Regions from separate parts of the Sus scrofa genome. Here all the other regions are linked to region 4. The links are chromatin contacts, called in public Hi-C and HiChIP or PLAC-seq maps. All regions are on one chromosome and are shown on one strand. The core of a region is the stretch at or near the end of the contact, and the rest is flanking DNA. Distances in the headings are between cores, read along the strand shown. Region 1 overlaps ZNF438 (zinc finger protein 438). Region 2 overlaps ZNF438 (zinc finger protein 438). Region 3 overlaps ZNF438 (zinc finger protein 438). Region 4 overlaps LOC110255684 (a long non-coding RNA gene). Region 5 overlaps ZNF438 (zinc finger protein 438). Region 6 overlaps ZNF438 (zinc finger protein 438). Region 7 overlaps ZNF438 (zinc finger protein 438).

Region 1 (2,700 bases), core at 52-2,551, 260 kb after region 4:
TGACGATGATTTCAGGGGGAAAAAAGAGCAAGAGAGAGAACAAGGGAGGGAGGAGGAGAGAAAGAGAGAGAGAGAGATGATTAAAAATTAGATTGGCTGGTGAGAGACTGGAAATTTTCTTCCCATTCCCAAGAGGCTTATTTTTTTATCTTTCTTTCTCACACAGGAAAGCAGCACATTAGTTTCAAAGTTAAGTCTCATCACTAAGAAAAGGCATTCACAATATATGAATGATGACCAAGCATTTGGATTTTATTTATGAGAATAAAACTTTAAACTAATTAAACAATCATTTGTTCTCTTTTACAGACTGATGTTATTATAGGATATTACAATTTGACATCAACTTTTTACACTCTAAGTTCTGGAGACTTGGTTGACTATTTTAAAGTAAGAGCTGTGTTTATTGATATATTTGATTTTAGGAATTATGATCCTGCAGTTCCCCTGAGAGATTATGTTCTCTTCTTTTCTAAGACGAAGTCCTTAACAGGATGAGATCTTATCTTCCAGGAAACCATGAATTCACTGCGGAGGAGAAAGATTTGGATTTCGCTCTGGTAGAACGTGAAGTACCTTTTGAATTCTTTACTGTCTCTTCCAGTGATTTATCTTCTGCATGAAAATAATCTTTAGCATTTTTCAAGACAGATGAATTTATCTTTATAGAAACTGAACAGTTGTTCTGCAAGAAAACCAAAGAGAAAGGAAAACAAAATGATAGCTTTTGGGCAAGGCAACCGGGTCAAAAGAAGGTAAAAATGAAAAGAGTATCCTTGACTGAGAATCCAGGTGAAGCTTATGTCAAAACTCTTATTTTCAACAGTGAGGCGGTCATGAAAAAGTTGAAATTGTTGTCTTGTTTCCAAATAAATGTTGAGATTGTAAATTCTACATTATGAAAATGGAATCTGGAAATAAAATCCTAAACAATTGAAAATTTAAAGACTATGTTTCTTTCCTCAAATTTGCCTTGCCTTTTAACATTGAGTTTGGATCCCTCTGCTACTTTCTCTCAGTAAATAAGCTACCCTAACTCCCAGATAATATTAAAAATATAACTGCAGAGAAAGGAAACAATATTGGAAGTTAGAGTGCTTCAAGCAAAACCAAATTATAGTGCTTCAATAATCAGAAGAGTTTTTTTAAATTAAATCATAGGTCTTTATTAACAAAATAAAAGCTTTAGCTTTTTACACAGGGACAGAGAAAATGTGAGTGTAGGACCCACATTGTCCCGCTGTCACCTTGACAGACAGAGATGGTTATTAACAAGAGTGTAATACAGGCATACGGAGTCTGGAATTCTGTCTCTGTTAAGATTTAGATCCTGCCAGTGGGTAGCAGCTGTTTTAAATTTAAGAGGACAGGAGTGAGTTAGCGACATTTTGTAAGAAATAAATGAGCCCTCAGCGCACACCAATTGCTGGTAAATTCAGAAAATGATAAACATTCTTCCTTGAGCAAGAAAGCTAGATCGGAAACACACCTGCAAAGATTTATTTTCAAAACAGAAAAGATGTTGCTGTGCAACTGAAATGGTCTATTTTCACCGCTCCCCCCAGTCTCTCCTTTGGGATCATCTCCTGATTTCAATTGCGTTCATAAAAATCTGAGAGATTTTGATGAAACTAAGACAAAACTCAAAACTTCACAACTCGAAAGTGTTCCTTTGTAAAACCGAAGTCAATTTCCATTAACATTGACTCAATGTAATTTTCTTCTTTTGGTCTGTGCATTATTTTTCCCCCATGAAAATAGCATCCACATTTTAAAAAGGAAACAACAAAAATCAAACAAAAAACCTTAAAAAACAATCAAGAAATGTACCGAAAACTGAATAGTTCTTAAGACATACAATACAGGGGCTGCTGACACCATATTAAAAATAGATAAGTCTTGGAGTTCCCTAGTGGCTCAGCGGGTTATGGAGCCAGTGTTGTCACTGTAGTAGCATGGGTTCGATCCTTAGCCCCAGGATCCTCTGCATTCTATGATCATGCCCCCCCTCCCCAAAATTGATAGTGGGTCTGGCACTTTATACTATGACTGGCATTCTAGAGAGTTGGTGAAAAACTTTAAACAAATCTCTTCTTTAAATCAATTGTGTGAAGTTTTAAACTAACAACTTTCTAGTGTTTTGAAATATCACGGAATTGATATAAATGAGAAAATTTGTATTTAATAAACCTAATTTAAAGAAAAGTAAAATCCCTCAAGTTGCCATTTTAATTTCCTGAAATAGATCCTCTTGCTTGTCACTTAACACCCTATAAACTACGTGCATTTCTTAGTTGCTTATCTTTAAATCATAGCTCAGGAACACTTAGGAAAAGAAGAATCTATATTCAGAGGTAAAGTGAAAGATGAAAATACAAGGTAGTAATGGAGACTATACTTAATATAAGCAAACGACAATTCTGTGCCATGATTTTCTTCTAAAATTAGATGATAATCATCAAACTGCCTCTTTATTTTTGTAGTGTTCAAAATTGTGTGGGGTTTTGACACCATTAATCATGAGTATCACACACACACACAGAAACCACATAGGCTAAGATAAATAAACTGATAATAAAATGCACTTTAGGTCACTTTCAGGCTACATAATCCAGCAAAATACAGTATTTTCTCAAACAAATTTAGCCTGAGGTTTATACAACTACTGTTTTTCAGTAAAAAGGATATCTATCAGTCACT
Region 2 (2,700 bases), core at 114-2,613, 310 kb after region 4:
GAGGCCAGCAGCTGTGGCTCCAATTTGACCCCCAGTCCAGGAACAGCCATAAAAAGAAAACGAAAACAACAACAACATACACATACTACTACTATATATAAAACAGATAACCAACAAGGACCTATTGTACAGCACAGGGAACTACACTCAATATCATAATAACCTATAAGGGAAAAGAATCTGAAAAGATAGATATATGTATAACTGAATCACTTTGCTATGCAGCAGATATTAACATTATAAATCAACTATACTTCAATTTTTTTAAAAGCCTAGAAAAAATACAAATTTCCTTATATACTAAAACAAAAAAACTATTATTAAATATATATATATATATAGAAGTCAGGCACAACTTTTAGTCCAGGACTGGCTGGGGCACAACATTTCTATTTTTAAAAGTTCGACCAGTAATCTTGATGCCCAGCCAGGGTTGGGAACCACAAAGACACACACACACACGCACAGTGATCCAGGGCAGCGGTATTACCCCTACATATCCCTCAGACCCCAAATCTCTTTTCTTCTGCCAAGCACAGGTCTGGGTGTGATGGGCAGCAAGGCCATAAACTTCCATTGGCAGTGACTTTCCTTGGCCCTGGCCCCTCCTTCTTTTCCTTACTTTCCCAGGAGAAGCCACCTTCCCAGCATCTCTTCTGCTCCCACCCTCAGCCCCCTTTTCTCTAATTAATTGTGATGAGGACTGGGAATGGGAGCCACCTGAACAGAAATGTTGGCTCCATCTCTCAGCATCTAAGATCTAATACAACGGCCACGTAAAGCATAATGGCTAATGAAACACGGAGTGAAATTTATCATACTAAAAGACAGACGCATGCATTTAAAATAAGTGCCTGGGATTACATGTTGCTGAGTTCCAATTTGAAACCCAGCCTTGAATTTACCTGGGGTTTTTTTTTGGTTGTTGTTGTTCCAGGTAATGACTTCATTAGCAAGACACAGATACACTGATCCGTACGAATCCTTTTCTCTTGGGGGAAAATATTTTCTTATTTTAAATGGTTTCTCTCCAACTCACCCAGCCATTGGCATGCATAATTTTTGCAGGGTTTATTCTAAACAGCTCCCTTCTAGAGAAAGATTCTTCTGGCTTTGTCAATCTTTTTTTTTTTTTTTTTTTTTTTTTCTTAGAGATCATTTCTAGTTAAATTCATCTTTCTGTGCCTTTGCTGTGAAAACCTCCTCCACTTGGTACAGGTGAGACCATCAAACTGACTGCTGACATCCAGAGTGTTGTCGTTCTTCTCATTTCCCCTAAGTTTTTCAGCACATTCACACCGTAATACTTCCCAGCTGGTAAGGGACCCAGCTTCTGGAAGAGGAAAAAGCAAGAAACCCAGCCTAGCTCCCCAGCTGCATGTTATTACGTGATCCCCATTTCACAGGAAATGAACAATCATTTAGGCTTGACAGGTACATCCAGAAAACTCACTGTCTTCTTTCGCAACCTGAAAAAAATATCAGGGCCAGCAGAAGTTAAGCATTAGCCTGAAAGTTTGCTTCGTGTTTTTTTTTCCCCAATGTTATGAGGATATCTTGTGAAAGCTTTTGAAAACACTCAGGGAGCATGCTGCCAAGAGGCCTAGAAGCCGAGGAGGAAAAAAATAATCATTCGAAATACTCTGTGTTCATGAAGATATGTAACTGAGTGGTCCCTGAGGAGCTGGTGAAGTTTAGACATACGTGATGGTAATTGGGGCATTAACCCAAATGGCCTCGTTCACAGACTCTTAGACGGGACAGGAAAGCAAAGTTGTCAGCACGACATGCTGCCCACCTCCCCCCACCCCATCAGCAGCCCCAGGATGAACGAAAAGCAATTACAGATATGCCTGGGAGAGGTTTTCTCCCCTTCATCCTGATGGATCTGTCCCTTGATGGAAAATATTTCCATTTTCGGAATGCCGTTTGCCAAAGTAGAAAGAAATCAACACAAAAGGACACACCCACTCACCTTGCTGTATAAGATTCACAAAGCCCAGGAGTTCCTCTCATGGCTCAGGGGTAGCCAACCCCACTAGGATCCATGGGGACGCGGGTTCAATCCCTGGCCTTGTTCAGTGGGTTAAGGATCTGGTGTTACCGTGAGCTGTGGTGGTGTAGGTTGGAGATGCGGCTCAGCTTGGATCTGGCTGTGGTGTAGGCCAATCCCTGGCCTGGAAACTTCCATATGCTGCACCTGCGACCCTAAAAAAAAAAAAGAGAGAGCGAGCGAGAGATGGATTCACAAATCCCTACTGGGGACCTGCTGTCTGGCAATGGATGCTGGTCTCTGTTGTACAGATGACAAAGGGGGACAGAGGCCTCACTGCCCGACTGGATTGCCTCCTTGATGGAAGCGGCCACCAGCAGCCGGCTCTCCTGGCTTCTAGGCCAGTGCTGTTTGGTCTCTTTAGCCGTGGATTTGAAAACCTTGACGTCAGCTTAACTCGCTTTGCTCCCTATTGTGGGCCATTTCTGTGTGTCAGTCTTTATCTCTGGCCCCCAGTAGGACTTCACCCCTTTCTCCCACCTCCTCCTGTTTCAGGAGAGGAAAAAAAAAAAGAAAGCATGCCTAAATATGGAACACATGTGCTTCCCAGCTGGACTACTGAGCAGGGATTGGGGAAATAGGAATTGTCACTGGCCCTCTGTCCCCCTGCCGTCACACCTGGCACCGCTACTGGCCCCGGCCTGGGT
Region 3 (2,700 bases), core at 144-2,643, 440 kb after region 4:
CTCACCTATTCAGGGTGAAGTCTGGAGGCTTGGATACAAGCCTATCCCACATGTGGACACAGCTGTTCTAATGGAAACATGGTACCTGGGTTCATTCCTAACTAATCCCAATAACGCTCCACTTTGTGTTGGTTTTTCTGTGTGTTTTCTTTTGAAGGCTGTTCCCAGGCTTGGGGTCAATCTGGAGCTGCAGCAGCTGGCCTACACCACAGCCATGGCAACACTAGATCCTTAACCCACTGATGGAGGCCAGGGATCAAACCTGCATCCTCATGGAGACCACGCTGGGTCCTTAACCCCACTGAGCCACAACAGGAATTCCTCCACTGTGAAACATGGCAGACAAGGCTCTTCACATCTGATCTCCCCGTCCAGGCTCCTCAGTCATCACTCCACTAACTGTTTTACTTTTTTCTCCATCCACATGCTTCTCTGAACTGGATCTGCCTGGATCCCACAGACATCAGTCTGTTCCTTTCCTTCTCCATAGAACCTTCCCTCCTTACTGTCACTCTCCCTTAAGTCATTTGCCTATCTCCTGCTTTTCCCTCACTGCTTGGCTTAAACCTAAGCTCTTTGGGTGTTTTCTGCTCCCAGATCAGGTGGGGCAGCCTTCTGATGTGTCCCCATAGCACCCACTCACCCCTATGTACCGTTTAGTATATGGTTTTGAAATTGCCACTTTTCCTGGCCAGCTCCCCAACCAGGCAGTACCATCCACAAAGGCAGAGACTGGGTTATGTCTACAGGAGCATCCAGCCCCCAGCACCACTGACATACCAAGGGGAGACAGGAACCGGTTACTGAATCAATGTCGAGTCAATGAATGAATGAATGAATGTGAACAGGTCCAAGAAAGTAGATGAGTCACAGGTGCCTCGGGAGGCTGGTTTTAGAGCTGGCGAGTCTCAATCCCACCAAGGAAAGCATGTTTGGCTCAGGGGTCCAGGGAGATTTTAGGGGAAATCAGGAGGGCTGAGTATCACAGCTGAGACGTGTCAAGCAAGGCTAAGCCAAAGGCAGGCTAAGCCATGGCCGAGTAAAGCCATCCAGTGGCCGGAGCTGGTCTATGTAAATCCCACCCCGCCTTTCTGATGCTTCCCGACCCCTGCCGTGGAAGCCCCTTATTTCAGCTGCCTCTAGACATGTGATCCCCTCCTATTCCTTGTCCTTTGGACAACACCAGCTCTCTAGACGTCTTCTGTGAGCTATGAGGCATTGACCAGTGGAAACTTCCTCCTTAGTCATGGCTATGTGAACTGAAGGATGTTTTCAGAAACTCCACCATCACGGCCACAAGAAGCTTCCTGGCTCACTCTGCTGCTGCTCAGCGGCAATAGGCTTCATCAGTCTCAAAGTGGAGAGTCAGAGAGGCTCCCAGGAGGACACAGAACCAGCCAGCAAGAGGCACAGAGGTGTTAAAGAGGGGAGTGCCTCCCGTAAGGACAGGGGGCTGGTCTAATCCTTAACGAGGCATGAATCATATGTAGACACTCTCACCACATTGTGATCCATTCTTTGTCTTTGGAGTCAGCTGTTTTCAGGGCTTTGTTCCCTATCACAGAGGGGAGACCTTGAGATATATGTCTTTTCAATCATCAGAAATCTATTCAGAGCCTTAAATGAAAGGACTCTCTTCTCCTCTGAGAACCCCTCGGTGACAAAGTCTGTTTGGGTAGAGCCTAATGCATGCATGATAAACATATGCGGCCATAAAGCCAAGCGAGTTCCTGGTAGCCTTGTTATTTGCAGTAACTGCAGACTGTGAATGGACATTTTAAAGAGAAGCTTACAAGTTAGTTGTACTTTCTGGTAGTACGACTACCTCCCACGAACATGACTCACTTCAGCAGTTTCAATGCAAGAGTTGGGTGTCCCAGAATCAACGGTCTTATAAATAAATCTCTGAATCATGAACTGAATGCATAAACGTTTAAATATGTCTCTTGAGCTCAGAGACAGCTTTAGGCTTAAGATCCGAGGCATTAAAATACCTTCGGGGGGAAAAAAAACGCAAGCAGAGATTATGGCCATCTCTGCACAGCGGGGCGAAGTTTTCTGTCCTTCGCAAATCACTCTTCTCTTGGGAAGATTTCAGCAGCCAGAGTGTGAAGGGTACCTTTTCTTCAATCCAGGAGGGAGGCTGCTTTTCTTGTGCTGATGCAGCCCACTTGCCTTGTCTCTTAAATATGACTCATGGGGTGGACTTTTATGGTCATATAGCAAACGTTCATGCTTTTGGGTGGGACGGCCCTGGAGTCTCATGGGGAATAGAACATATAACTGAAGAAATGTGGCCATGTCAGCTTGGAATGCTGAGAGAACAATCCAGGCCAAAAGGAGGTATTCATTTGGGGGGACTGCTTGCTCAAAGACACTGTGTATTTCGATAAGGGTTGGCTTTCTAATCTGCATAACATTTTTTTAAAAAAACATGAAAAAATAAAGCCCACTTTGAAAGCATTCACAGAAAATGAGCTGCTGACATCATCCATCCACTAGATGCATTTCTTTCTATGAAGGCCGAAAGTTTTATTTGTGTCTGGTTAAAAACTGAACTACAGTAGAAGTTTCTGTTCCTGGCTCTCTACATTTCATGGATCTCAGCATGGTATGGCAGTCATTTGCCTGGGCCTGAGAGCCAAAGCTCTAGTCAGAACTCCACCATCTGATGGACTTCCCGATGTGGCTCAGCAGGTT
Region 4 (2,700 bases), core at 17-2,516:
AAATATTTGGTTTCAAGGAACGGGGTCCCGTTACACAGCTCAATAGCTGGAGGCTCCAAGGGCTGCAGCAGTAAGCCTTGTCCCCTTCTTGTCCCCCAGCCGTCAGCAGACAGCCCATAAAAAATGCGGGGCTCGTGTTCACACAGGGGGCTGTTGGTTTTATGGGCTGGGGGAAGGGAGGCTGCCCTGGAGTCTCAATTAAACGGGTCTCAGCTGCCAGGGACACAGCAATCATGGAGGGACACCTGGGTCCAGGGGGGCCTACAGGGACTTGATGTTCCGTGGGGGTGCCCTACTCACCCATGAAATGTGCACATTGTCCCTCTCCTGCCTCCCAGAGCCACCAGCTCCCCACCTCCTAGTCCCACCACACAGACGGCCCCTGCCCTTGAAACATGGCCGGCAGTGCTGGGTTCTGCCCTCCTGGACCTCGGGCTGGGCCTCCTCTTTGCTTTCCTCCCTCGGTAGAAGCACACATACCCTTGGGAAAAGGTTACTGGTTCACTCTCAAACAGGTGCCTGAATTATATCTCTTCAAGGGCATTTTCCATTCAGTTGAGGGCCCAGCCTTCAATCCCAGGAATAGGTCTCTTACCATGGAATGCCCTAGTGGATGGCATGAAAGGGGAGCCTCCTGTCCCCTATACTCTAAGCTCTTTTAGGGGAAAGGAGGACTTCAACCCGAGGTGGGGGCTCCTCTGTGAGCCTGACTCTATTCTGGGCCCCCTTGATCTCTAAAGGCAGCTTGTTTAGCATCTTGGAGAAGGATACGAGGAAAGGCTTGGAGGATGCTGGGCACCAGGTGGCGCTATTGCCCAGGACCGTCTAGTTGCCCTCAGAGGGGCGGTGGCGGCGGGGGAGGGGGCCTGGAGCAGCTGGAACTGCACTGGTTAAGAGGGGGTGCAGCCGTGGTGCGGGGGCGCTTCTAGTCGCGAGTTCCTAACTCAGCGGTAACTGGAGGGCGGAGCTTAAAGAATGAGTCGCAAATTCTTCCCCAATCCCTGTCATAAAGCCCTGTGACTCTGATTCCCGGGGTGGGGTGATGGGCTGGGGCCGGACCAAGGACAGACTTCTATTGTGGTCCTTGGGGGTGGGGCAGGACACTGCTCTTTTCAGGTTCAAGCAGAGGGGTCCCAGGAGGTTAACTGGGCACTGTACGTGCGCTCTTTCCAGGAGCGTAAACCCAGCTCCAGAGGCGCCCGGTCCGCGGCTCCCAGGGCGGATCCGAGCGGGTCGCGCGGCGCATCCCCGGGGCGGAGCTGCCCGCGCAGCTGCGCTCCCACCCCCGCCCCCTGGTCTGGAAAAAGCAAAAGCATCTCTAGGTGCTGTGCTTTCTTCACGTAGTGATTACCACGTGTCAGAGAGAAACTGCTGCTTTCTGTATAACCACAGACCACTTCGGAGAACAGGACTGGGGATCAAAAAGGAAAACTACTTCAAAACAAAATGCTGCAGGCTGCCTTTTTCCTCCTCCCTTTCTCTCTCATTTTTTTTTTTTTCCGGGGCGGGGGTGGGGGTGGGAGGAAGGATTAAAAAAACAAACAAAAAAGTAAGTCCGCATCTTCTCGCAACTGCAGCTGATTTCCTGTGTAAACGAAAACCATGTGATATTCCATAAATGCTTCCAGCTTTAAATGACAGGAAATGAAAACCATCACGGAAAAGGACAACTTCGGAATAAATCCCCAGTGCAGATATCATTACGGCGACATATCAGGGGGACGGTCGTCGGGCCGCCTGCACATCCCCGCAGGTCATTAGAGGGGCTGCTAAAGGGGGCCGGGCGCCGGGGGCAGCTCCCCCCGAAGTGTTCCTTCTGCGGGAGAAATGGGGCGGCGGCGATCACACCCCGGCGCAGCGCCCGGCAACTGGGCTTTCAATTAGGGACCGAGCTGGGAAAAGCAGTCTTTTCTTTCCGCACGCCTCGCCGGGGTCAGGTCACGACCCCTCCACCGTGTTCAATCGGCAGTGCCATCCATATGCATGAAGGCTAATTAACTCTGAAAGGCCCGGCTGGCGGGGCCCTCCCTGCCGCGCAGGGGTGGGGTGGGATGGCGCCCCCCCGAACACTCACGCCCACCCCGTCCTCTCCCGGGAGGCCCAACCTCTGCAGCTGCTCCCGCGCTGGCCGAGTGCACACGTGTGCGCACGGAGCGCGCTACTCCGCCGCGCGGGGCTGGCTGGGCCAGGGAATTAGACGCGTCATTTGTCGCCAGCCTAGCAACACGTGCTGATTTATCCTGATGGCTCCCGCCTGGCCCCAGCGCCCACCGCGGGCCCAAAGTAGGAAAGGGATGCTTTTCAGGTTCAGGGACCAGGACTCTAGCCCCAACCCTCGCTGCCTGTGGGAGGGAGCCTGGGTGAGTCACGCCAGCTCTCTGGGTTCCCTGCCTTTGCTCAGCTCTCACGTGAGGTTGTTGGGCTGGAAAATCAGTCGAGTACCAAAGATAAATCCCGAGAGATCTATGCAGCTGCCACATTTTCCCCAGCTCAGAGTATTTTTCGGTTTCCCAGTTCATGACAAGCCAGGAGGTGCCTCGGTTTCCACGGGGTGGAATCTGGGGTGACCTTTTCTATTTCTTTCTGTATCAGTTGCAACTCTTTGGCTTCAGAGTTTTCAAAAAGACCTTGAACTAGCAAACTAGAGAAAATTTATTTTACTGAGTGTTTGCTTGTGGACCCACAACCTAGGATGCGCCA
Region 5 (2,700 bases), core at 26-2,525, 450 kb after region 4:
CTTAGTCTTCAAGTAACAGTGTTAGTTGGCCTCACTCAGCAACACACAGAAAACTTGGATCCCTTAAAACATGGCTCCGTTATAAAGTTTACTGTGAAAAAAAATCAAATTCCATTTTAGAATGTAATGAGGTATCTCAGAGTACAGCAATGCTCCCACTAAGAAAAGACAGAAAAATAAAAAATGAGATGAACAAGGCACACATCTGTTTCAATGCATCAGTGACTACTGAAATAACCAGGAAGAAGAGGGGCCAGGACTCTGAAGATTCTGGAGCAGTGATGACCAAGGAAAGAACAGCTGAGAGGTGGAGCTGCCCCCTCCCTGGGAAGTCTGCCAATGCTGCATCCTAGAATCCAGGGGCTGCCTGGACTGAGGGCCACTATGGAAAGGCACCGGCAGACTTTGGGCAGCTTTGTGGTACCAGGGACACAGAAGCAGAGATCTGAAGGGCTGGTCCTCCATTGAAAAGGGACTGTTGGGGAGTTCCCATAGTCAGAAGTGAACCTGACTAGTATCCATGAGGATGTGGGTTCAAACCCTGGCCTCTCTCAGTGGGTTAAGGATCCAGCATTGCCATTGTCCGCGTAGGTTGCAGACGCGGCTAGGATCTGGCGTTGCCGTGGCTCTGGCGTAGGCTGGCAGCTGTAGCTCCAATTTGACCCTTAGCCTGGGAACCTCCATATGCCACAGGTGCAGCCCTAAAAAGATAAAAAGGAAAAAAAAGCAAAAGGGACTGTTGAGAGCTTAGCATAGCTGCTCCATGGTATCTCTGTCTCAGCACACAGTTCGTTTGACCCAGGGGCCTGTGGGGGCCTTAAACTGACACTAGACCCTCATGTGCATGCATACCATAGATAACAGCCCTGGCCACAAGCAGGGTGAGCTCCTGATATGACTTGCCCATCGGCAGTCTCCCAGCCTCCCAGCACCTACTCTGTGTGCCCCTTAAAGCTGATTCAAACTGCACTCTTTTTGGTTCGAATTGACCAATCTGACTGTAGCCCAGGAACTCCAGAGCATGCCACCCATAGACCCCAATAAAGACATGTGCCAGGTCCTGCCTCTTCAGCTCTGCCTGCCCGGTGCCTTGCCCTCCCTGTGGAACCCCTTGAGGCATGCCATGGACTTCCTCCAGGACCTGTAAGTGATAAACTTTTCTGTTTCAATTTCTTATGGCCTTTGGTTGAACCATGGCTCACCATCCAGCACCCTGTGCATGGCATCTCAAAAGGTAATTTAACTAAGTTGTAACGGGGGCAGATGGAGCACTAGGGGTGGCACATGGGCAATTCTGAAGCTGCAAGTGGTGGGAAACTAAGAACCTCAGAATAAAGACCACAAACAGACCTGAGTTTCTGATTGAGAAGAAAACAAATGAAGCTGAAGACCAGACAGAAGGAGAGGCTCCAGCAAACACAGGAAGCCTCTGTCTGGAAGCCATGGAAATGTGAGTGGAACCTGACCTCCCGCAAACAAGGCTCAGTCCTTGAGTGGATTCAAATGACCAGTCTTTACTCTCTCTGCCCAGCAGAGGAAACAGTGAGACTGCTCTGGAGAAAGATTACATAATCTGGAGCCTCTATGATTTCTTAACACACAATGTCCAAAATTAATACAAAATTACTTAGTATGCCAAGAAAAAGATCATATAACTCAAACTCAAGAGACCTCTTTTGATGACTGGGGACTAGACTTGGCAGACAAGAGCTTTGAAATGATTATAATTAGGATGTTCAATGAAATAGAAGGAAAAAGGACAGAAATATACTAAGGTACTGAAAAAGAACTTAAAGAAATTAAAAACTCAAGATATGGGTTTAACAATAGATTATAGAGATTAAAAGGGTAAGGAAACCCAAAGGGAAGTCAATGTGAAATACTGATACTAAAGAACAGAGGATGGGAACTTCCATATGCTGAAGCTGTGACCCTAAAAAAAAAAAAAAAAAAAAAAGGCAATTTAAAACAAAATGGTTTAAATTCTTCAACTAGGTTTTAACCAATCAACCAAGAATAATAATCTTTAAAAAAGGCAGGAGAGAGGATAAATGAATTATCTGGGAAGTGTTAAAAGTAATAATTTATAATAGTTGTAATAAATCAAGGATAAAAATTGTAACCACTGATGTATTACTACCTAACAATTTAATATATAAAAACAAAATAATAAAAAACTGATCAGTACAACAATAGGCAAGAAAGGAGAGGAAAAAAGAACATAAAACAGGTGAGTCAAATAGAGAAATAGGAAGAAAATAGATTTAAACCTAACAATGTCAGCAATTACAGTAAATGTAAGTATACTAAATATTCCAAGTAAAAGGCCAACCAAGTAAAATCAAAAACAATTCAATTATATTCTGATTACAAAAGATGTATTTTAAATACAGAGACATAGGTTGAAAGTAAAACTATGGGAAATGATAGCTTTAGCTACACTAACATCAGATAAATGGACTTTAAATAAGAAGCATTATCAGATAAAGAGGGACTTTTCATAGTGATAAAGGGATCAATCTACAAGGAAATATAAAAGTTCTAAATCTATATTCATGCAAAGACAAAGATCCAAAGCATATAAACCAGAAACTAATAACACTAAAAGAAAAGAATGGTCCAAACTATCATCACAGGTGGGAGATTTTACCATTTAAAATAATTGAATTAGCTAACAGAGCAAGCAAATTTTAAGAGCAT
Region 6 (2,700 bases), core at 195-2,694, 280 kb after region 4:
TGAACACCAGCTAAGTTTTGCTGATTTGACGTCATCATCCCGAAGGACAAGCAACTCACACATCACATGACAAGGTAACAGACACCTTATATGCGAAATATTGACAGACAGATCTCTGTTCATATTATTCCTTTGCCAAGAATATAAAACATTCTTTCGGTTTAGCAGGATGGAATCATACTGATAAAACTGAAAACAAAACCGGTCACAGACTTGTGGTTGCCGAGCGAGAGGGAATGGGATGGACGGCAAGTTTAGGGTTAGTAAATGCAAACTCTCGCAACTGGAGTGGATGAGCAATGAGATCCTGCTTTATAGCACCGAGAACTATATCCAATCACTTGTTATGGAAGATGTTGGAGGATAGTGTGAGAAAAAGAATATATGTATGAATCTATGTATGACAGAGTTACTTTGCTGTAACAGAAGAAACTGACAGAACATTATAAATCAACTATAATAAATTTTTTTTTTTGTCTTTTTGCCTTTCCTAGGGCTGCTCCCGTGGCACATGGAGGTTCCCAGGCTAGGGGTCGAATTGGAGCTATAGCCACTGGCCTACGCCAGAGCCACAGCAACGCGGGATCCGAGCCACGACTGCGACCTACACCACAGCTCACAGCAACGCCGGACGTTAACCCACTGAGCAAGGCCAGGGATCGAACCCACAACCTCGTGGTTCCTTGTCAGATTCGTTAACCACTGAGCCACGACGGGAACTCCAATAAAAATTTTTTAAAAATAAAAAAATTTAAAAAGAAATTGGCTTTAATGAAATTAACCCTCCTCTCCAAGAGTGAAAGAAAAAGGAAAGAAAGGAGAGAGACAGAGACAGAGAGGGAGATAGAAACAGACAGAGAGACAGAGAGAGAGAGAGAAGCTATGAAAGTGAATGAGTAGGACATAAACTAAAATGGTTTCATAAAGATATCAATATGTAACTCAGAAACCAAGTCCAGATGGTGTTCCCAATTCATCTTAGAAACTGGTCCACACCGAACCCACGCTACCTTGGATGAAAGGGGATTAGAACATGTCTTCTCATTTCCAGGCAAATGCATATCAAAGGGTTTTTTGGGCAACTTAGACTTAAAGCAAAGACTTGAAATCTATTTACAGAGATCACAGAGGCACATTGAAACTAAGTGTTAAAATGTGTCTTCAAGGTAAAGCTAATAAGAAGGGTGTTGCTGTTCTAACCTATGTTTCCTTACAAAACTCTGTGCTCTGCAAAACCGTTTACTAAAGGAACTAAGTTTACACACAACATGGTAAATCAACCCCATTGCAGTAAAAATCTGTTTCAAAAAGGAACTGAGTTTGTGTAGAAATAAGGTTGGCGCAGGCCACACAAAATGATGCAAACTTTGTAATCAGAGCGGTATCCAAACAAAACTTGGTTGCTGGAACAATGAACTCAAGGGCTCAGTTAGGCAGCTCTCTGGGAGTCTAGAAAACGCCATAGCAAACAGAGTGGCAGCATCTGTGGCGACACTGACATCAGAGCTGGCAGGGCCAAGGCAGCACAGGTGTGGGGTCTGTGGGCTGCCATGAAGGTTGTCCCCCAGGCCCTGTTCCTGCCCCCAGCTGAGAGCCACAGGGCTGGGCTTCCCTTCTGGGGGTGGGGCTCCCAGAGGCCCATGTTGTTGGTTTTCTTAAAGCCACAGTTTATAAGTTCCTGGTCCTAGTACAGTAATCAGGCTGTTTTCTTTCTTTCTTTCTTTTTTTTTTTTTCATTTCCCTCTTAGGGCCGCACCTGCAGCATATGGACGTTCCCAGGCTAAAGGTCCAATCGGAGCTGCAGCTGCTGGCCTATGCCACAGCCACTCCGGATCCGAGCCACATTTGTGACCTATGCCACACTGAGCAAGGCCAGGGATCTAACTCACATCCTTGTGGACACTAGGTCAGGTTCTGAACCTACTGAGCCACAACAGGAACTCCTCTTTTTCCTTTTCTGCTGAAAGTTATAATTCTATCTCTGTGATAACACTTGCCCCTTGCCCATGAACCTGAGCAATTTCCGGGTCCTGCTAACCTCATTTCCTGTTGATCAATTGCATGTGAGTTAACTTGCCTTGCAGGTTATCTCATGAGACCAGGGTGGTGTTAAGAAACTGAATACTTTTTCTTTTAGAAAAATTACAAAGCAACTTGCTGAGAAACAGGTTGCTTTGGACTATGGGAAACAGAGCTACTGTTTGAATTAAAGTGGTGGGGATCTTGGAAGGAATGAAGAAATAAGCACAAGAATGAGATCGATGGAGGCAAAAATCATAGTAATCATAGTACTGAGGCCTCCTGCTTAGACAACATCTAACACAGTGGGCTCTCCACATACACAGAATCGACCAACCGCAGATCAAAAATATTCTGAGAAAGGAATTTCTGTGGCTCAGCAGGTTATGGATCCTGTGTTGTCACTGCTGCGGCTCAGGTTCTGTCCTTGACCTGGGAACTTCCATATAACATGGTTGCAGCTTCCCCCAAACTCCCCGCAAAAAAAAAAAAAAAAAAAAAAAAAATCTGAAAAAGAAATTCCAGAACATTCCAAAAAGCAAAACTTCAATTTGTTGTGTCAGTGACTATTAACAGAGTGTTTACATTGTACTAAGTATTAGACGTCATCTAGAGGGGACTGATTTAAAATAAACAAGAAGATATGCCTAAATTACAGGCAAATAGTGTGTCATTTTATAT
Region 7 (2,700 bases), core at 195-2,694, 340 kb after region 4:
CCCCCATCACCTGCTCTGCATGTCTGCTGCTCCCCGATGCCCCCTCTCCCAGCCCCAGGGCACAGCCCTCCAGCTCTGCCCTGACCTGGAGGAAGTGTGACCAAGCTCTATGGTCTAGACACTCTCAGCAGCAACCCCGGAATATCATTTTTGAGTGAATGGCAAAGGTTTGTCTCATACACGGCCTTTGTCAACTTGTGAATTCTGGCCCCCCCCCTTTTTTTTTCATTTCTATTGGCACATCCAATTAGTTATTCTGGATACGACATTCTGCCTGAATATGGCTGATAGTGGGGACGAGTCAGAGATGGTATATTTGATATTTTATGTTTGCACGTGTAACATTGGCCTAATCAACCCAGGTTTAGGTGCTATAAGCCTCCTGAATTGATAAAGAGTCAATTCAGCAAGTCTTATTTAAAACTACTAAGCTAGATAAGTGCACATGAAACCGGAATTAACTGGTATGTTTTCTAAAGGTGGCAATTTGCTAGTTCTTCACTTTTTTTTTTTTTTTTTTTTTTTTTTTTTGTCTTTTTAGGGACGCACCCAGGGCATATGGAAGTTCCTAGGCTAGGGGTTGAATTGGAGCTGCAGCTGAGGCCTATGCTTCAGCCACAGCAATGCAGGATCTGAGCCACCTCTGCGACCTACACCACAGCTCATGGCAACGCTGGATCCTTAACCCAATGAGCGAGGCCAGGGATTGAACTTGTATCCTTATGGATGTTAGTTGAGTTCGTTACTGCTGTGCCACACCAGGAACTCCCTGGTTCCTGACGTTCAATCATCACAACTTTTTGTAGCCTATCACCTGCTGGTTCACTGGCTTGGTAAACAGGTGCTTTCACTGAGTACCTGTTACATAGGGTCACCTGTGAGGCCTCACAAGCTGGCCCCAAACCCCTGCCCCTGCCTCACTCTACACACTGCCGTGTCCCCCTCCCCTCTCACACAGACCACCGGGCACACATGCAGTACAAAGCGAACAGACCTGGTCCTTGCCCCTCAACTTTCTCCTCAGGTGAGGGTGACAGCCACTCATCAGTGATTCCAAGGTTAGGGGAGGGTGTGCCTGCGTGGCAGGGGGACAGAGGGCAGGCTGGGGAGGCAGCTCTCCGCCTAAGCGTGACCCAAAGGCTCTGTGAGCGGCTGTCCTGCGTGTGACATTCCTGCCACTCTGCCTCCTTAGTGTGACCACAAAATCACATGTCCTCAGGCCACCATCAGTCTGTCCAGCTTGCTGCTCAGTTGGAAGAGAAAACTCAGCCCTTTGATCTTGGAAGACAGGGAGGGAGCTGGGGAACAGTGTTTATTTCTCTTCCTTTTGACGTTGAAACAAACCGCATTTAACTGCTGCCTGGCTCCCTGCTCAGGTGTCTCCTCCCTGGCGTGGCCCCTGCCAGAGACAACGCCCTGAGCCCTAGAAAGGTCTGCAGCCCGCCTCCCCGGGACTAAAAATAGGTGAGCAAAGAAGCTGGGACACGGGGATCAATGTTCGCCGAGGGCCCCAGGAAAGCCAGCTGTATCAAGTTCAGACTTCCTCCCAGCCAAGCCACAGGGTCGTGAGAGTCTTCCCATCTTGGCTTCTGGAGCTGGGAGAGAAGGGGAGGCGGTGGAGAGGCAGGATGTGGTGCGGGGCTGTGTGCTGCCTGGGGGCCAGCGCTCCAGCCAAAAGCCTCCTTTGGACTCTTTGAACAATGCGAACCAGTTTAAAAAAAGAGAGTGTGTGCACACACACAGCCCCAAATAGCTCTTTGCTTTCGTCCCTCCTTCAGTGGAAACAGGGATTCTTTAGCGGGCAGCCAGCTCTTGGTTTGGGGGGGGGTGGGGTCTCCTGAGTACTGACAGCCATCAGCAAGCCTGGGAAAAACACAACAGGTACCCTGATGAGGCCACATGCATCCGAGGGTTGTGGACACGAGGGATGGAGGAAACCCCAAGCAGCGACTTCTCAGTGGTGATTTGCAAAGAACCCGGCCAGGCCCAGCATGGGATCATCGCTGGCGTCCCTTTTCAGACCCCTCCCTGCCACCCTCTCTTCCCTCTGCCCTTCCAGTAACAGAGCCCACCCGCTGATGCGGGGGCGGGGTAGGGGGGCGACCGTTCCCTTCAGGGGACAGGGTTCCTAGGGATTGGAACTGTAGTAGGTGTCAGTCCTGATCCAATGTGTCCGAGAACAGGAGAGACACTTCTCCTCCAGAAGAAAAGAAGCCAAAAGCCACTCCCAGGAAGATACAGCAATATAGCCCCCCTGTATCCCCAAGGAACCACTTCAGGGGGCTTCCATTAGCAGGTGGATGAGCTATTTTCCCCCGAGTGTATTAAACACGAGATGCCTTGAGCACATTTCGGGTGAGTCACACGGAGCGGATGAGTTTTTTTAGACTCAGACAGGAATCGTTACCAAAATACCTAATGCTGCACTCTATCGTCATCTTGGGACGTGTACATTTAGAAATAGGCTCTACCTTTTTGCTTTTTGTTTATTTATGTTTTTGATTTACCTTACACAATGCACTTTATTCTCTCCCCACTTTACCAAGATGTAATTGACAAGGCTCTACCCTTTACATAACCATTGAGAGGGAGAGATCTTCTCAAATGCTTTGTTCTCTCGCTCTTTTGTGACCTGGAAAAGAGTCTTCCAATACATCCTCCTTGATGGCTGGAGGAGAGGACTGGTGGGAAAAGATGGGA

The links. Hi-C and Micro-C count contacts between places; a contact is called where the count stands out from the background. HiChIP or PLAC-seq counts read pairs in DNA pulled down with a chosen protein or histone mark.
Region 1: a contact with region 4 is called in an H3K27ac HiChIP or PLAC-seq map of skeletal muscle. The contact joins two enhancer-like sites. A contact is called at or near these places in 1 of 5 promoter capture datasets (liver), 21 of 47 Hi-C or Micro-C datasets (adipose tissue, alveolar macrophages, brain and 11 more) and 2 of 2 datasets of contacts at active chromatin or transcription factors (alveolar macrophages and skeletal muscle).
Region 2: a contact with region 4 is called in an H3K27ac HiChIP or PLAC-seq map of skeletal muscle. The contact joins two enhancer-like sites. A contact is called at or near these places in 2 of 47 Hi-C or Micro-C datasets (epiblast stem cells and liver) and 1 of 2 datasets of contacts at active chromatin or transcription factors (skeletal muscle).
Region 3: a contact with region 4 is called in a Hi-C map of embryonic fibroblasts, with 1.9 times the contacts expected there. The contact joins two enhancer-like sites. A contact is called at or near these places in 1 of 47 Hi-C or Micro-C datasets (embryonic fibroblasts) and 1 of 2 datasets of contacts at active chromatin or transcription factors (skeletal muscle).
Region 5: a contact with region 4 is called in an H3K27ac HiChIP or PLAC-seq map of skeletal muscle, with 7 times the contacts expected there. The contact joins two enhancer-like sites. A contact is called at or near these places in 1 of 47 Hi-C or Micro-C datasets (epiblast stem cells) and 1 of 2 datasets of contacts at active chromatin or transcription factors (skeletal muscle).
Region 6: a contact with region 4 is called in a Hi-C map of liver, with 4 times the contacts expected there. The contact joins two enhancer-like sites. A contact is called at or near these places in 4 of 47 Hi-C or Micro-C datasets (embryonic fibroblasts, epiblast stem cells and liver) and 1 of 2 datasets of contacts at active chromatin or transcription factors (skeletal muscle).
Region 7: a contact with region 4 is called in an H3K27ac HiChIP or PLAC-seq map of skeletal muscle, with 7 times the contacts expected there. The contact joins two enhancer-like sites. A contact is called at or near these places in 8 of 47 Hi-C or Micro-C datasets (alveolar macrophages, embryonic fibroblasts, fetal heart ventricle and 4 more) and 1 of 2 datasets of contacts at active chromatin or transcription factors (skeletal muscle).

The regions. Positions count from the first base shown.
Region 1 is chr10:41,784,315-41,787,014 of Sscrofa11.1, forward strand. It overlaps ZNF438 (zinc finger protein 438), which reads right to left. Exons shown (of 19, transcript XM_021064197.1): 8 at 577-685. Among named protein-coding and RNA genes, the nearest start is that of ZEB1, 230 kb to the right of the region's middle. Within about 2 kb of position 1,302, at least 4 of the 83 cell types and tissues checked have an H3K27ac peak or open chromatin away from gene starts, as enhancers often do. A contact at or near this core is called in fetal skeletal muscle, skeletal muscle and subcutaneous adipose tissue, where this site is marked.
Region 2 is chr10:41,827,493-41,830,192 of Sscrofa11.1, forward strand. The region is part of intron 5 of ZNF438 (zinc finger protein 438); the gene reads right to left. Among named protein-coding and RNA genes, the nearest start is that of ZEB1, 180 kb to the right of the region's middle. Within about 2 kb of position 1,364, at least 11 of the 83 cell types and tissues checked have an H3K27ac peak or open chromatin away from gene starts, as enhancers often do. A contact at or near this core is called in liver and skeletal muscle, where this site is marked.
Region 3 is chr10:41,956,523-41,959,222 of Sscrofa11.1, forward strand. The region is part of intron 1 of ZNF438 (zinc finger protein 438); the gene reads right to left. Among named protein-coding and RNA genes, the nearest start is that of ZEB1, 55 kb to the right of the region's middle. Within about 2 kb of position 1,394, at least 7 of the 83 cell types and tissues checked have an H3K27ac peak or open chromatin away from gene starts, as enhancers often do. A contact at or near this core is called in embryonic fibroblasts, where this site is marked.
Region 4 is chr10:41,520,330-41,523,029 of Sscrofa11.1, forward strand. All of the region lies in intron 2 of LOC110255684 (a long non-coding RNA gene), which reads right to left. Among named protein-coding and RNA genes, the nearest start is that of SVIL, 350 kb to the left of the region's middle. Within about 2 kb of position 1,267, at least 59 of the 83 cell types and tissues checked have an H3K27ac peak or open chromatin away from gene starts, as enhancers often do. A contact at or near this core is called in embryonic fibroblasts, fetal skeletal muscle, liver and 2 more, where this site is marked.
Region 5 is chr10:41,973,401-41,976,100 of Sscrofa11.1, forward strand. The region is part of intron 1 of ZNF438 (zinc finger protein 438); the gene reads right to left. Among named protein-coding and RNA genes, the nearest start is that of ZEB1, 38 kb to the right of the region's middle. Within about 2 kb of position 1,276, at least 5 of the 83 cell types and tissues checked have an H3K27ac peak or open chromatin away from gene starts, as enhancers often do. A contact at or near this core is called in skeletal muscle, where this site is marked.
Region 6 is chr10:41,800,412-41,803,111 of Sscrofa11.1, forward strand. All of the region lies in intron 6 of ZNF438 (zinc finger protein 438), which reads right to left. Among named protein-coding and RNA genes, the nearest start is that of ZEB1, 210 kb to the right of the region's middle. Within about 2 kb of position 1,445, at least 11 of the 83 cell types and tissues checked have an H3K27ac peak or open chromatin away from gene starts, as enhancers often do. A contact at or near this core is called in liver, where this site is marked.
Region 7 is chr10:41,864,912-41,867,611 of Sscrofa11.1, forward strand. All of the region lies in intron 3 of ZNF438 (zinc finger protein 438), which reads right to left. Among named protein-coding and RNA genes, the nearest start is that of ZEB1, 150 kb to the right of the region's middle. Within about 2 kb of position 1,445, at least 13 of the 83 cell types and tissues checked have an H3K27ac peak or open chromatin away from gene starts, as enhancers often do. A contact at or near this core is called in fetal skeletal muscle and skeletal muscle, where this site is marked.